Regions from separate parts of the Urocitellus parryii genome. Here region 1 is linked to region 2. A link is a contact called in public Hi-C data. All regions are on one chromosome and are shown on one strand. Each heading gives the region's core, a stretch centred on a gene start, on an enhancer-like site or on the middle of the called end of the contact. The rest is flanking DNA. Distances are from core to core; before and after follow the strand shown. Region 1 holds the start of Efhc1 (EF-hand domain containing 1). Region 2 holds the start of Fbxo9 (F-box protein 9).

Region 1 (7,287 bases), core at 4,760-7,259, 620 kb after region 2:
CAATGAGACCCTGTCTCCAAATAAAATACAAAACAGGGCTGGAGATGTGGCTCAGTGGTTGAGTGCCCCTGAGTTCAATCCCTGTCACCAAAAAAATAAAAAATAAATGAAAAAAAGGACCTCAAAATAGTCTTTAAAACATTTGAATTCTGATTTAATTCAGAAAAGCCCACAAATAAAATAGTTTCAAAACCATGCATTTAACTACTGTCTATCCCATATCTATGATAAACATTATTTATCTAAAAATCATAAAGATAAAAATAAATAAGCTGGAAAATAAATATGTGAATGTTATAATAATATTATTTATATATACTATCCTTTTTAATTTTTATTTTTCTGGTACTGGTGATTAACCCTAGGGACATTTTACTATTAAGCTACATCTCCAGCCCTTTTTCAAAATTTTGAGATAGTGCCTCACCTAAGTTGCCCAGGCTGGCCTCAAATTTTCAGTCCTCTATCTCAGCTTCTGAATTGCTAGGATTTCAGGTATGTGTGACTGTGCCCGGCCACAATACATTTCTTTAAAGATAATGCCAATGAGCCACACAATGGTGTACCTCTATAACACTAGCAACTTTGAGGATAAGACAGGAGGACTGCAAATTCAAGGCCAGCCTCAGAAATATAATAAGAACCTTTCTCAAAATAAAAAGTAAAAAAGAGCTTGGGATGTAGCTCAATGATAAAGTGCCTCTGAGTTCAGTCCCCAGTCTAAAAAATTAAAAAAAAAAAAAAAGAATAATATTAGGGGCTGGGGCTGGGACTCAGCAGTAGTGCACTTGCCTGGCATGTGTGGGGCACTGGGTTGGGTTTGATTTTCAGCACCACATATAAATAAATAAAATAAAGATCTATCAGCAAGTAAAAACAAATAAAAATAAAAAATAATAATATTAAATAAGCATAAATTAATAACAATTAACATAAAATAACTAAAAGCAAAAATGCTATTTCCTTATTCAGGCACATATTTTCCTTCTCTGAATTTCATCAATATTTTCTTATATCACTTTCTACTTTTTAAATTTTATTTTTATTTTTAGTTGTGGTTGGACATAATACCTTTATTTTATTTATTTATTTTTAAGTGGTGCTGAGGATTGAACCCAGGGCCTTGCACGTGCTAGGCAAGCACTCTACTGCTGAGCCAAAACCCCAGCCCCTCACTTTCTACTTTATTATAATCATTTACTATTCTTTTTAGTAAAAATGAACATACAAGGATTTCTTGATAAATTATTAAATCCCTAATGTACCCTTCTCTTGTATTTTCACTTATCTCTCTTCTATACTGATTTATCAGTGCCTGCTAAGGCTATGAATAAACAAGAAAAATAAGCAAATGGGAATAATATAGCCAATTATATAATTTACAATTTGTTCAGTGCATATTTAGGTTCAGTCCATAAATGGATGTATGACCATGTTCCTAAAATAAGAAAGAGGATTTTTAGGAGAAAAAAAGATTGGGGAAGAAAATAAAGGATGATGTGGAAATATCAAGAGATGGAAATAAAGCAACTCACACTGCAAAAGCATAAGAGTAAATGAGAAACAAACAAAAATTTTCTATGACTCTTTGGTTATGTAACATTTAAATGTAAAGTGTTTCCTGAAAAACAAAAACTTATAGAGATAGCCTGGAGAAAACTGACCATAGAGGGGGTCATTGTTTTTAAGATGATATTTTGCATTTCATAAAGAATAAACACCTCTCATTGTTGCAGAATAGAGTACTTTTAAGAAACAGAAAACACAGAGCTGGTAATATGAACTCACTAGGGCAATATGAACTCACTATTCTAGAATTCAACCAACTTTTCTTTAATTGTATCTGCAAATATTCCAGTGAGGTCTACAGGGAATTATTTTCTGTAATCAACTTCCTGACTAAAGAAAGCTTCTTTCAAGCCTGAGTTCAGCTGTCTATGAGTAAGGGTTAAGGCATTTGAACAATTTTCTCCAGAGAGCACTGTGGGAATCCTGTGGTTGACTATTTAAGTTTTCTGTAGCCAGTTGGCTTTCAGGCATTTAAATTCAAGGGTACCCTAGAATTCTAGGTGATACCTTTTTGTCAAAAGCTACATGTGCTGGAATGAATTCTGCAGGTGGGGCCTGCTTAGGTTGGCCATAAGTTAGAACTGGTGCTTTATTGGCCAACTCATCCAGCTCTGCTGGAGACAGCTGGTTGACCTGTAACCGCTCCCCACCTATCCCAACTGTTGGACGTCGAACAACTGCATAGCCGTTCCTGTAGCCCAACGTCTGGCTTCTATGGAAAGCTGTTTTCTGGAGAAGAAAAGAAATATGTCATTAATAACACTATATGTTTGTTATATAAAATATTTCTAAATATTATAACTCAAACCTTTGCTTATAAACATCACAAAACTTACATCTTAAAGTTTACCTACATTAAAAGCTTTTGTATTTTAAACTAAAAGACTTAGGAATGAGGAGGGAAAGAACTACTAGATGTTAAAATTTAAAATTTTTCTCTATAATGCTCAATTTAACTACCAGCTCACCTTACATGAAAGATTAAAATACTATCTCATCTGCATTTTGTTTTTGTTTTTGAGACAGGGTCTCACTGTGTTACCCATGCTGGTCTTATATTCATGATTTCAGGTGATCTTTTTCCCTCAGCCTCCTAAGTAGCTGGGACTACAGGTGTGTATCTCCATGCTGGTCTCCTCTATCCACTTAATTTTTTACTAGTTTTTATACGTTTTTTAATCTTCTCAGTGATTGTGAATCATGGAACCCAGAAGACAAAGGTCTTTGAATTTTATTTTTACCTGGACTAGAAAGTGCTTTATACTAAAAGCCCTGTTTGTTTTTATGTGCCACACTGATAAATTCATAAAACTCTTTGGAAAGCAACTAGATAGCATGTATTTAAATTCTTGGACTCAATAATTCTACTCTTGATCATTGATTTTAAGGTTATAATCCAAAATTATGGGAAAGAACTATATGCCTCGAGCATCCCATAGAATGTTATTTACAACAGTAAAACTTTGGAAACAATTTAAAAGACAAACATATGAAGACATGAGTAAATGATGGAAAACTCAGTAATGGACTATTACACAGTCATTAAAATAATGGCTTTACAGACCACAGAGCAACCTGGAGAAAATGATTTATGATTTAATAAGACTAAAAAAATCATACTACAATTGTAAGCATGCAAATATGAAGAGAGACTGGATTTGGCAAACATTCTTTATACATTTTTGAATTATATTGATTTTTATGTATTTTATTTTTATATATTATATATACAATGAACATATTTTTAATAGTTAGAAAAAATAAAGATAAATAAAAAATGAAAGAGTAGAAAAGCAAATTGGATTAATTTTTCCTTTTTCCATTCTTTGTAATATGAGGTTACTTTCAAATTTTATATGTAAAATACTTAACTACATGTATAATTTGTAATTAATCGCAAAATATATATTTAAGAAGACAAAAGCTGGGCACCATGGTGTACACCTATAATCCTAGAGGCTTGGGAAGCTGAAATAAGATGATAGCATGTTCAAAGCCAGCTTCAGCAAAAGCAAGGCACTAAGCAACTCAGTGAGATCCTGACTCTAAATAAAATGAAAATAGGGCTTGGGATATGGTTCAGTGGTTGAGTGCCCCTGAGTTTAATCCCCAGTACCAAAATACAAAAAAAAAAAAAAAATTAAAATACAAAAGACCTACTTGTTTATCTTCTAATTTCTTTGAAGCCCTGCCTACCAGTTTTCAAGATCTGTACCAACATGAAAGGTACAACAGAATAAACTTCTCTTGCTAAAAGAGTTATATACTATGGATTTTTTTTTTTTTTTTTTTTGGTACTGGGAATTGAAACTCAGGGGCACTTGACCACTGAGCCACAACCGCAGCCAATTTTGTATTTTATTTAGAGTCAGAGTCTCACTGAGTTGCTTAGTGCCTCACTAAATTGCTGAGGCTAGCTTTGAACTCACAATCCTCCTGCCTTTGCCTCCAGAGCAGCTCCTACCTTTGCCTTCTGAGCACAAGGGTCTTGTGTTTAGTGCCACAAGTCACTTGACATAACTGCTCAAGTGCATAACACACAAGATACAAACCAAAATGGGCTGAATTGATTTCCTCATTGAGTAACTTGTATAGATAGCATCAAGTACCTCTTCTTCCACCTCTAAAGGTAGAAACAATATCAGTAGGGGCTAAAGGTATAGCTCAGTGGTAGAGTGCATGCTTAGCAGGGGCTAGGCCTGGGTTTTGTCCTCAGCAACCAAAAAATAAAAGAGCAACATCAGTGACTTGTTTGCTTTCTTCATTTTCAAAAAGGTATCACTATCATCACTCAGCTATGACCCATGGTGCACCCCATGGCAAGGCCTCTCTACCCTTCTCACTTATTATGATTCACCTTCTGAATAGTTTTACTTCAGAGTTATATATACCTAATACTTCGCTGCTGAAGATACAATGACCATATTTTCAAATTTCAAATAAGGCAAATTGGTTAACACCTGGCCAGTGTATTTAAAACATGAAATATAACCACTGCACAGTTCGCCTTACTTATAGAATGGCAATAAGTATCTTTAGATCCTGGCACTACCATTCACATCTCTGTAATCCCCCAAATCAACTCAAGCCTGCCTTTAAGCTGAATTCTGAACAGGGCAGTAAAATTCCTGTAACATTTTCTAAATTACATAAAACTGGAAACCCAATGAAACTGAAAATCTATGCTGCCCTGTCTTAAAGGAGAGAGAACTCAAATTCTCTCACTACACTTTCATTTTCAATTTAAATTTATTTTCCTGAAGAAAATATGTTGACTAAATATTTTACCTTAGCTATGTGAATATGGAGAGGAATTAAGAGTCTAAATTACTAAACTATATGCATATAAATTACTGTTGGCTCATCTATGATAATCAATATACTGAATCTCAATATTGATTTTGCAGAACATATAATTCAGTAACATTGTTGGAACTGAAACAAATATTAAATAATTTTGTCTAGAAAATGTGACAACAAACACTTGAGTTTGGGGGAAGCAAAACTCAATCTGAACAGGAGCTTTTTACAAAAATGTTAGAGTGAAAGTATAGGGCTGAGGGAAAACGAAAGAGCGCTTAACCCATTGAGATTGAGGGGAAAGGGAAATCTACAAAGCAGAGAAGGGCGACGGTTTGGGAAGAAGATAGCAAATTTTGAAGAGAAACCGCAATGGAAACAGAAAGCAAAGATGGACAGAGTGTAGGATTAGACAGTACAAAATGTGGAAGCTGGAGAGAGGAAAAGGATGAAGTTGCATAGAAGCTGAAACGCGAAGGGCGGAGACTATGCGAAAGGGCCTGATGGAAAAAAGTGGATAGAAACCATTTACATCCAAGACAGGAAACGGAGCTGGGAATGTAAAGATTAGGATCCAGGATTCCGAATAGGAAGGAGGCAGGGCGAGAATAACGGGTCTGGGGAAAACGGGTAGGATGAGGATGAAGGTGGAGAGATGTTGAGTGGGCGAAAGGAAGGAGGCTATGGGAGGTCAGGGATGAGCTGAGCAGAGACACGAGTATGGTGTGAGAGAAGGAACTAGGGTGAGGACCTAACAGGAGCTTGGGAGTAGGGTGTGGTGAACTGATTTAGAGGAAGAGGGGGAAGGTTTGAAGGAACAGAGCAGTACGAACGCAACTAAGGGGATGAGAACGAAAAAGAGATCAGTGCAAAAACTGACGACAGGGATGGAGGGGTGGCAAAGGATACGGGAGAGCGGATGAGGCTGTGTAGAAGAGAACAACAGAGTTGCAGTGAAGAGAGAATTCGGGGCAGAGGACGGGTTTGACGCGGGTGGAGAATGGAGGGGCACTAAATGGGAACCCATCTAGGTATTCGGAAGGCGGGGATAGGTGGGGGTGGGCACACAAGTCCTCACCGTGGGGTCCTTAAAGGACGTGCCCGGGAGAAAGGGCAGGCCATGCACAGGGTTAGACACCATCGCTGCCGGTGTGGCCGCGGCCAGCTGGGTCAAGCTTTGTCGTTCCCGGTTGCCCCGGCGACAAGCAGCGTCCTCCGGCCGGGGCAAGCTCCATGGTAACGCCAAACAGAGCTCCCTCCAGCGAAGGTGGGCGGGACCTGAAGCGCGGACTTGACAGGTCTGCGCGTGCGCCGCTCGGGGCACTCCGCGTTCTCGCGGTAATGTGAACTGGGACTGTAGGGTGGGGTCGGTGGGCCTAGAGGAGGTCGCCCCGCCCCTTCTGCTTCACCCCGCCCATCCTCCTCCCAGGCGCCCACAAGTTGCAATGTGGAAGCTGATGGCTGGGTGGGAAGAGATGGGTACAGTTAGGCAAGCGTTGGCTGGTGCAGCGAAGTCTAGGGTCGAAGCACGTCTTTATATAAACTGCAGAGGAAGGGACGGACGTTCCTTCCTTCCCTCCACCCCAATCGTCGCCAAGCTCGTACCATGAGTTCAGGCGCTCTTTTCTCCCTACTCTGGGAAAGGGCTGCTGTCCAGATTCACACAGAAGTGTAAATGGTTGGTCCGAGTGAACGGTGTTAATTACCCCAAACTCCTGCTTCTTGAGCGCGGGGGCTGTGGATTATTCATAGTTGCATTTCTGTTACTCAGGGACGGCCAATGAACTAAGAGAGCCATCTCATCCCTATCTTCCACTGCTGCATTATTATTATTTTAACCCCCTCAGCTTTCTTCATTCTGCTGTCAGTTCCTGACTCTCAGCGTACTTTCCATTCTTTCAGGCCCGATCTTACATATTTGCTGTAGGTAGGTCTCAGTGCACTAGGATAGTGCCGAAAATTGAACTGAAAAGATCTCTCAATTTCTGGTTTATAACTGCAGGAGCAATGAATAGATGGGAACCACAGCGGGGAATGCAGTTCCTTCAAAGAGAAAGACTGAGTTCTGAGCATAAGCAAGTAAATTGAATGAGGGAATATATTTTCTTCATCATAGATATTTTTGTATTTAGTACTTTTTTTTTTACAAAACTTCTTTAGATTATTTTTCTTTAAAAGAAATGTAATCCTATTCCCAAAACATTCCAGGAAAAAATAAAGATACATTCACACTGAGGAGCTTAAAAATAAAAATAAGCAAACATATTTCAGGTGCCCAGAGATTTGGATTCAGTAGGTCTATAATGGAGCTCAAGAGTCTGGTTTTTATAACAGGTGTTTCTGACCAGTCAATTTAGGAACATGACAGAATAGTAAGACTGACAGGGAAGGCATATCTCGGGGTCATTAGTTTACTGC
Region 2 (7,461 bases), core at 3,881-6,380:
CACAATGTCTTTATTTTACTTTATGTGGTGCCAAGGACCAAACCCAGTGCCTCATGCATGCCAGGCGAGTGTTCTACCTCTGAGCCACAACCCCAGCCCCAGGATTAATACACTTTCATGTATACTGCATAAGTGTTTCCCTTTGTAATCTAATCTCCTACTCAGCTACTTGGTACTTAATACCACAATATCAATAGTTGGTGGAATCCTCTTTAAAAAGCAAGGCTGTAGGGTGCATTGGGGACCTTACTATTTATTTCCAAAGGAAAATAAGTCTGAAAGGCATATTCTTAATTCAAAATCACAGTATTAACATCACCATGAATCTTAACATTCTGTTCCCCCAAATTTAACATCAACTCCATTCATCCCCCAATCAATCTTATCTTATATAAAATAATTCAACTCCATTACTATAAATAAAGGATTTAATATAATTAGGTAAATGAAGCCCATTCCTCCATCAATATATATACTGTAAGCATTAATTTATTATCTAAACTATTTCACTTTTTCTTAGAAAAAGATGAAATAAAATACAACATCTCTGTTTTCCTTTTTGGTTCCATAACAACAACAACAAAGTATTGTCTTAACTTTTTATGAGAAAAATATTTAAATATACTCAAGAGTAAGGAGAATAGTGTAATTAATCTCCAACTAATTATGATTCAGCTTTAAAAGTTATCTATATAAACAAAAATTTCTCAATATCAAATATCCATTCATTGTATTCATATTTCTGAAAATAGTTTGTGAAATTAAGATTCAATATGTACATATGATTTCACAACCAATGTAACTCTACATTATATACAACCTGAAGAATGATTGAGTTATACTCCAAATATGTCAAATATATTCTACTGTCATGTATAATAAGATTTTTTTAAAAAGATTCAAATAAGGTATCCATATCATAGTTTATTGGTACATTTCAATTCTTTTGTAATCCTCTCATTCTGTTGTTCTCCCCCTACCACCACCTCCATACTGGGGATTGAACGCAGGGCCTCAAGCCTCTAGGGAAGTACTCTGCCTCTAAACTATGTCCATAGTCCTTTTTTTGGAGACAGGGTCTTGCTATGTTGCTCAGCCTGTCCTTGAACCTGTGATTCTTCTGCATTAGCCTTCTGAGTAAGTCTCCTGAGTAGTTAAAATTACAGGTGTGTGCTAGAATGTCTTGTTTCTCTTTTTAATAATTTATTTGTGGTGAAAAGGGGACATTTTTCTTTATGGTTTGCAGCATTAGTAAATATGTTCCTTTGTCCTCTTACTTCCTATAAATTGTGACTAGATCTAGACAGGCTTATTTGATTTTGGTTTATTTTCTTCTTACCCAAGACTACCTCTTGGGTGAGGTTGCATTTTCCATCCAGAAGGGAAGTTCTGAAATGCCACTGACAAAGTGAAATGGCAGATGTTTTAAACACAATTGTTACAGTACAACAGACAAAAAAAAAAAAAAAAAAAAAAAAAAACCCTCAAATAATTTTTAGTGCCCACAAACTTCAGCAAGTTCTTAAACCAGAATATTGTTTCATATTAATGAAACAGGGTTGTTTTTCCATAGATTATCTTCTACACTGGTAAGTTTAATGATAACCAATCAGATAAATTTGATACAATTTTTTTAATACTGTAAAATCAACTCCACTGGACACTAGTTTACCATGTTTTAGTAGGTGGTCAGAAAGAACAATTTTGCTCAGAAAATGCTTAGTTTTGGTACAGAATTATATAAACAGTTTTTATTTTATGGATGGCTTAAGACTACAGTTCAGGGCTGGGGGTGTAGCTTAGTGGTAGAACACTTACTTAGCATATGATCCCTGGGCTGGATCCCCAGCATCACAGGGAGGAAAAACAAAAATGAAAAACTAGTCCATAGAAAGATAGACCTTCTTTTTTATAATAGGCACATTATTAAATGTGCTGTCTATAATATGACTTCTGCTTATTAATATTTTAAATGTACTAGAAAAGCTTATCAAATAATTATAACAAGAAACCTATTTTATTTGTCTTATAATCCAACTTTTACATAGTGTAGTGGTTTAAGGTGGAATAATTCTGGACTAGAAATTGTGTGTGTGGCTTTGGACTTAACAGAGGTCTCATGTTGGAATCCATCCATTTTATCCTTTTATTTTCAATGTTTGTTAAAATGAATCCTACCTTCTAGTGAAAATGTTGCCTCAGTTCAGTCTGTTAGCTAACAGACTTATTAGCAAACAGAATTTGCTCAATATTCAATGTGTTCAGTCCTATTTAGAAATGTGGCAATCAGGAAAATTATGTTGAAGTTTAACTAGAATTAATAATAAAAACAATTTTATCTAGTTCCAAAGTTGGCAAGTTTTATGATTGCAAATTTTAGCTGTAAATTATTTCCAGGAAAAAAAAATGTTTCTATAACACAGTTCTTTGAACACAAAAACTTGATACACTTGCACTACATTACAGTGCAATATAAATAAGTCTTTTGTATCTTATCTCTGGAAGCCAGACTCAAAGTAGGGATGCTTTTAACACTTGAACTAGTTACATTAGTAAAATACTTGGCAAATGTGAAGGCTAAACCAGTAAAAAAATAAATATAAGGCAGTTAAATTGGCAGCTTTGCCTACTGCTTTGGTTTGGCTTAGTGTCCCCCCAAGGTCCATGTGTTGAAGGCTCAGTTACCAGGGTGGCACTACTGGGATTTGGCAGAACATTTAGGATGTGGAGGCTTATGGGTGTAAGTGTCCTTAAGTCACTGGGGATGTGCCCTCCAAATGAGTAATGCGACTCCCTTTTATCCCTGCTTATTAGCTATAAGCTGAGCAGTTTGTTCCATGTGCTCCTGCTATGATGTACTACCTCATCAGAGGCTCAAAGCAATGGGGCTACTGGATACTGAAGTAAAACCTCTACAACCATGAGCCAAAATAAACTCCTTGTCTTCAAAAATTTATCTCAGAGTATTTTGCTATACTAACAGGAAACTAACACACCTACTAAGAACATCACTAGTAGGAGCCTGATTTATTACTGTAAACTTGAAGCACTGCCAATGGGAGAAAAGGGTTCTATAGGGTATGTTTTTTAGTAATGTACCTTTCTTTCTCTTGCCTAGCAATGAGACTATGCTGACTTCATCTGAAGAAATGCCCCTGCTTTCTCTAGATAGTGCTCTTGGTCAACTCTTCTAATTATCCGTTTTGTGTCCTCTAATACTGATAAATTATTTTTGTTTCCTTCACTGGAGTTAGTGCACTGAGGACAGGGATTGCATCTTGGTCATCTTTGTAACCTTAGGGCCAATACATTGCTTGATTCACAGTACAGGCCCATCTAGGCTTCAGCTGTCCCCTCTTCAGAGACTTCTGTGAAGAGATTTGATGATTTCTGAGATCCCTTTTCAGATGTGACATTTCATGATCAAAAGTTTATCATAAATCACCTTACAGATTTGGTTGAAAATCTATTATACTAATAAGTCTAACACCATACCAGGCTGAAAACAGGTACTCAAAAATTAGTTGAATTAATAAAGTGTCATGTGGCTATGTAGTGCATACCTCAAGGATGGAGAAAACTGTAACAAGGCAACATCTTCCTTCTCCCCTGAACTTTGTGTTATAATATTATGAGTTCTAGCCATTACCTTGATTTTGACAGTAAAAAAATGTTGTTTTACTACATTTGGTCAATTCAAATCGTACTTGAAATAAGTTGGACCTCAGTTACCACCCAGAAGTTTCCACTTTTCTTCATAATTGAATTTGATCTAAATATCACCTTTCACTAGAATAGTTCATGTGTTGAGGAGATCAAGTCTTCATTTTACTTATTTGGCAGATAGGATTAACATAAAGGTTAAGAGCTTAATTCCGTGCAAAGGACTCAAAGTTTAGAGACAGAGTCAAATGGTTCTTTTTCCACCATCCAGTACTAGTTACAAGAAATAAATGCATTCAGCCATTTGCTTATTCAATAAATATTTGAGTTTTCTAAGAGCTAGTGTGGTACTATTTCATTCTTGATTCATCCAGTCCTGGCCAGAGTACTTTTATCAGATGGACAATTTATTCGATACCAAAGAAAGGCACAGGGGAAGGACGATATAGTCCATGCAACAGTTCCATGACATTTGTGCTGTCAAATTCTGGAGCTTAGCTGTTTCTCCTTTTGGACTTTAAAGAAGCTGCTTAGGCCCTCAATGCCATGAAAGTGAGACAGGATCTTTCCATTCCCACTCCCCCAGGACCACCTGCCAACATCCTAGCCAGGCACTGCGTTTAAACTCAGAGCTCCTGAAAGGGGCTGGAATCGCCTCTCTGTGGGCTTTGCTTTCCAGAAGAGGAGTAATCAACAAGTGTCTGCTTGCCAGGGCTCCCTCCCGAATTCGGATGCTGGGAATGCTCACCTCAATCCTCAAAAGCACACTGCTTTTGATAAAATCACTGAAGAGGGACGAGACTAGTTCTGCCTAGTAAGTCTGGGGCATTTTTCTGCGATGTACTGCAAAACGCTCTCTCCTCACATCAGGGCTCACTTGGGTGGGGGTGTCGTTTACCAGAAATGAACCCTAGGAACCTGCAGAACCAGTATCCCGTTCACTCCCCCTCAGACCAGGACCCTATATTGGTGGTGACCGTGCAGCTCCCACTCGGCCTTCAGCCCCAGGCCCGACCCCTCTTGCACACCGCACCCGCGCCCGCCCCGCAGCGTCCCCAGGACCCCCTCCCCAAGTTACCATGCTGGCGGGGCGGCTGGCCGCGGTCGAGGGGCTCTCTGCGCCCCCTCTGCACCGCCCCCCTGGAGAGGGGTGCTCGGTGTCGGGTGTCTACTCCTGCCTGTCTACTGCAGCTGGGCTTAGCAGAGTTCTCGGTCGGAGAAGCGCACCAGGCAGCGGCAGTAACTGCGGGCCCGGCGTACGGCAGCCATCTTCGCGGGACAGGGGGCCAGATCCGGGCGCGCTGGAGCGGCGGCCGGGAACTCGGGCTGCGGAGGGGCGCCGGTTGCCCACCGAGGACCGTACGAGTACCAGAGCGACGGCCCTGCTGGAGACCTCAGACGCCGCTGCGGAGCTGCCCGCTCTGCTGCGGAAGCCTGCGCCGACGCACCGAGCATGCGCAGTGTCGCCTCCGCGGTCGGTGCGCGCCTCGGGCTGTCTGGCCGCTTTGCCCTAGCTAAGGGCCAGCGGGGCGTCGGCCTACTATGTGTGCGACCAGAATCCGGAGTGCTGCACTCTGTCCCCTGTGTTCGGCCCAGTGAACACCCAGGGAAATGTGAACAGACGTTAACTCAAAAAAATGTTTTCTCCTAAATTTGAGGGTAAGCCCTAATTAAGCCGTCCGGAGGAGAATCAAACCCGAGACTCCAGAAGATCGCGACACCGCCCTGGGTACTCTGTGTGTGCGCGCGCCAGAAATGCAGCCGCATTCATAGGCTGTTATGAAAATTAATCTTAAGAGCACAGACTCTTAAGACTGAGGAAAGGATGCGCTTATGTGCGCTGCAGGAGGGTAGGAAAACGGCCAAAGTGAGGAGCATCCCCCTACAGATCCCACAATGCAATGGGGGAGGCGTGCAGCTCTGGCGGAGCTGGAGTCCTGCCGAGTCGGGCTGGCGGTGCACTCTGGGATTTATAGTCCGCTACTGCACGCTGCGCGCCAGGATTTACTCACCGGCTTGCTCCACCTCTTAAAGCTCAAACACCTAATTTCACTTGAAGGGGAGGCCCACTGGTTTAGCACTACAAATCTTTATGGGTGTATGTTTTAAGAAAACATATAGGCGACATAGCCTCTTACCTTCATTTAGCAAATAAGAGTTTCTAAAGTTTCTGTAAGTGCCAGCGATTAATGGTCACCAGGATTCCAAGAACCCATATTTAGCAAGCTCACAGAATTTAAATTTCATTATTTTATTCTGAAGCACCTAGAAATGCATCTACTGCAGAGAACTGGATGCCAAAAAAACAAACAAAAAACGGGCAGGGTTTGATGAGCTACAAATAAGAAAACCCAAATGCTATATTTTAATTTTAGGATACATCTTTTGGTTGGGTGTGCTTTTATTTATACCCCAAACTAACTACCTATAAAAAAAAGTACCCCCATATTTAACAGAGGCCAACAATTTAATAGTTTTAAAAGGAGACTATAAGATTTTAAGTCTTTTAAGGAAAAATTTCCTCCCAATGACCTCTTTAAAATTGAATTTTGAAATTTAAATTGAGGAAAAAGTTTAGGATTTATAGCAGAAGAAAATGATTAAAGGGACTCTTGAATTCTAAATATCAATTTTGCAAATGAAGAATGGGATTTCAAATAGTTTGAGAACTATTGAAAAGTGTTGCATGTTTAAGGTGGTCTGGTCAATTAGCACAGATGGTTTTTGTTATTCTAGCAAGTAATTAAATAATAAAAATAAATATTTATAAAGATAAGTTGAATACCCGTTTTATTAAAATACTGTTATACTTCACAGCTATTAGTTTTCTCATTTAGATCAGTTCCACTGTATCAAATAGCCCTCATTACAGGATTGTATTTTGTCATATTGTATTTACAGGGCTGTAATTTTTCCAGAAAGTTTATTCCATTTGTGAGGTAGATTTGCCTGGACAATTAGACTAAAAACTAATCATTTTAGTTATTTTAAAAATTGTTTTTCATAGGAGTAGTATATGATTCATTAGACTCCTTGTCTCCCTATGTTTTCACTGATGATGATTTGCAATTTTCATTTGCCATATGGTTTGGCAATTGCTAAGTAAACAAAAAGGTAGATAAATGTTATACGTTTGCCCAGTAGGATGACCCTTTACCTCTTGGAAGAGGAAACCTTAGGATTCTTAACCAACTAGTAGGTTTCTTCAACAGGAGAAAGAGGAGGGATATAGTGATGAACTGGGAAATTTAAACTCAGAGAAAATCTTCAATGTGTTGAAGAGTTACTGATTTGTTAGTTAAAATTGTGTTGTTTAAGGAAGTGTGATTCCCCTGACCAGCAACATCAACACTAGAAAGCCAAGTGTAGGTCCCTCAAATTTGTTTTAAATAGCCCTCCAGGTGATTCTGGTTGCTCCTGAAAATGATTGAGAGGCTTGCAACAGTTAGGTAAATTTAAACGAGGGATCTGGAAGCAATTTCTTTTTATAAAGTGCTTCACAGCCAAGCCTTATGATTTAAGGTAAAGTCTATAATATAATTGTGAAAAAGATAATATGTTTAAAAGGCGTATGTGTTAGATGAAACATAACTAGCACAGAAAGAACGAATATTATGTAGAGGACGTGTATTAAGCCTCCCAACCTGGATAAGGAATTCAGTCTTTTAAATTAAAGGTGCTAGTATTGTAGACACTCTTAAAGATTCAAGGGAATGCTACAGTGAATTGGTTGAGTTTTTATTTTAAACATTTTTCTATTATAAAATATATATAACAAAATTTGCTGTTTTAAACATT

What was found. A called contact is a pair of places that touch in the nucleus more often than the background predicts.
Region 1: a contact with region 2 is called in a Hi-C map of liver, with 6 times the contacts expected there. The contact joins the promoter of Efhc1 here to the promoter of Fbxo9 in region 2. A contact is called at or near these places in 2 of 2 Hi-C or Micro-C datasets (liver and muscle).

Annotation. Positions count from the first base shown.
Region 1 is chr8:99,336,111-99,343,397 of mUroPar1.hap1, forward strand. Efhc1 (EF-hand domain containing 1) reads right to left here and starts at 6,010. Exons shown (of 12, transcript XM_026400897.2): 1 at 5,948-6,010; 2 at 2,077-2,298. The coding sequence starts at 6,010.
Region 2 is chr8:98,720,838-98,728,298 of mUroPar1.hap1, forward strand. Fbxo9 (F-box protein 9) reads right to left here and starts at 5,131. Exons shown (of 13, transcript XM_077801748.1): 1 at 4,742-5,131. The coding sequence starts at 4,744.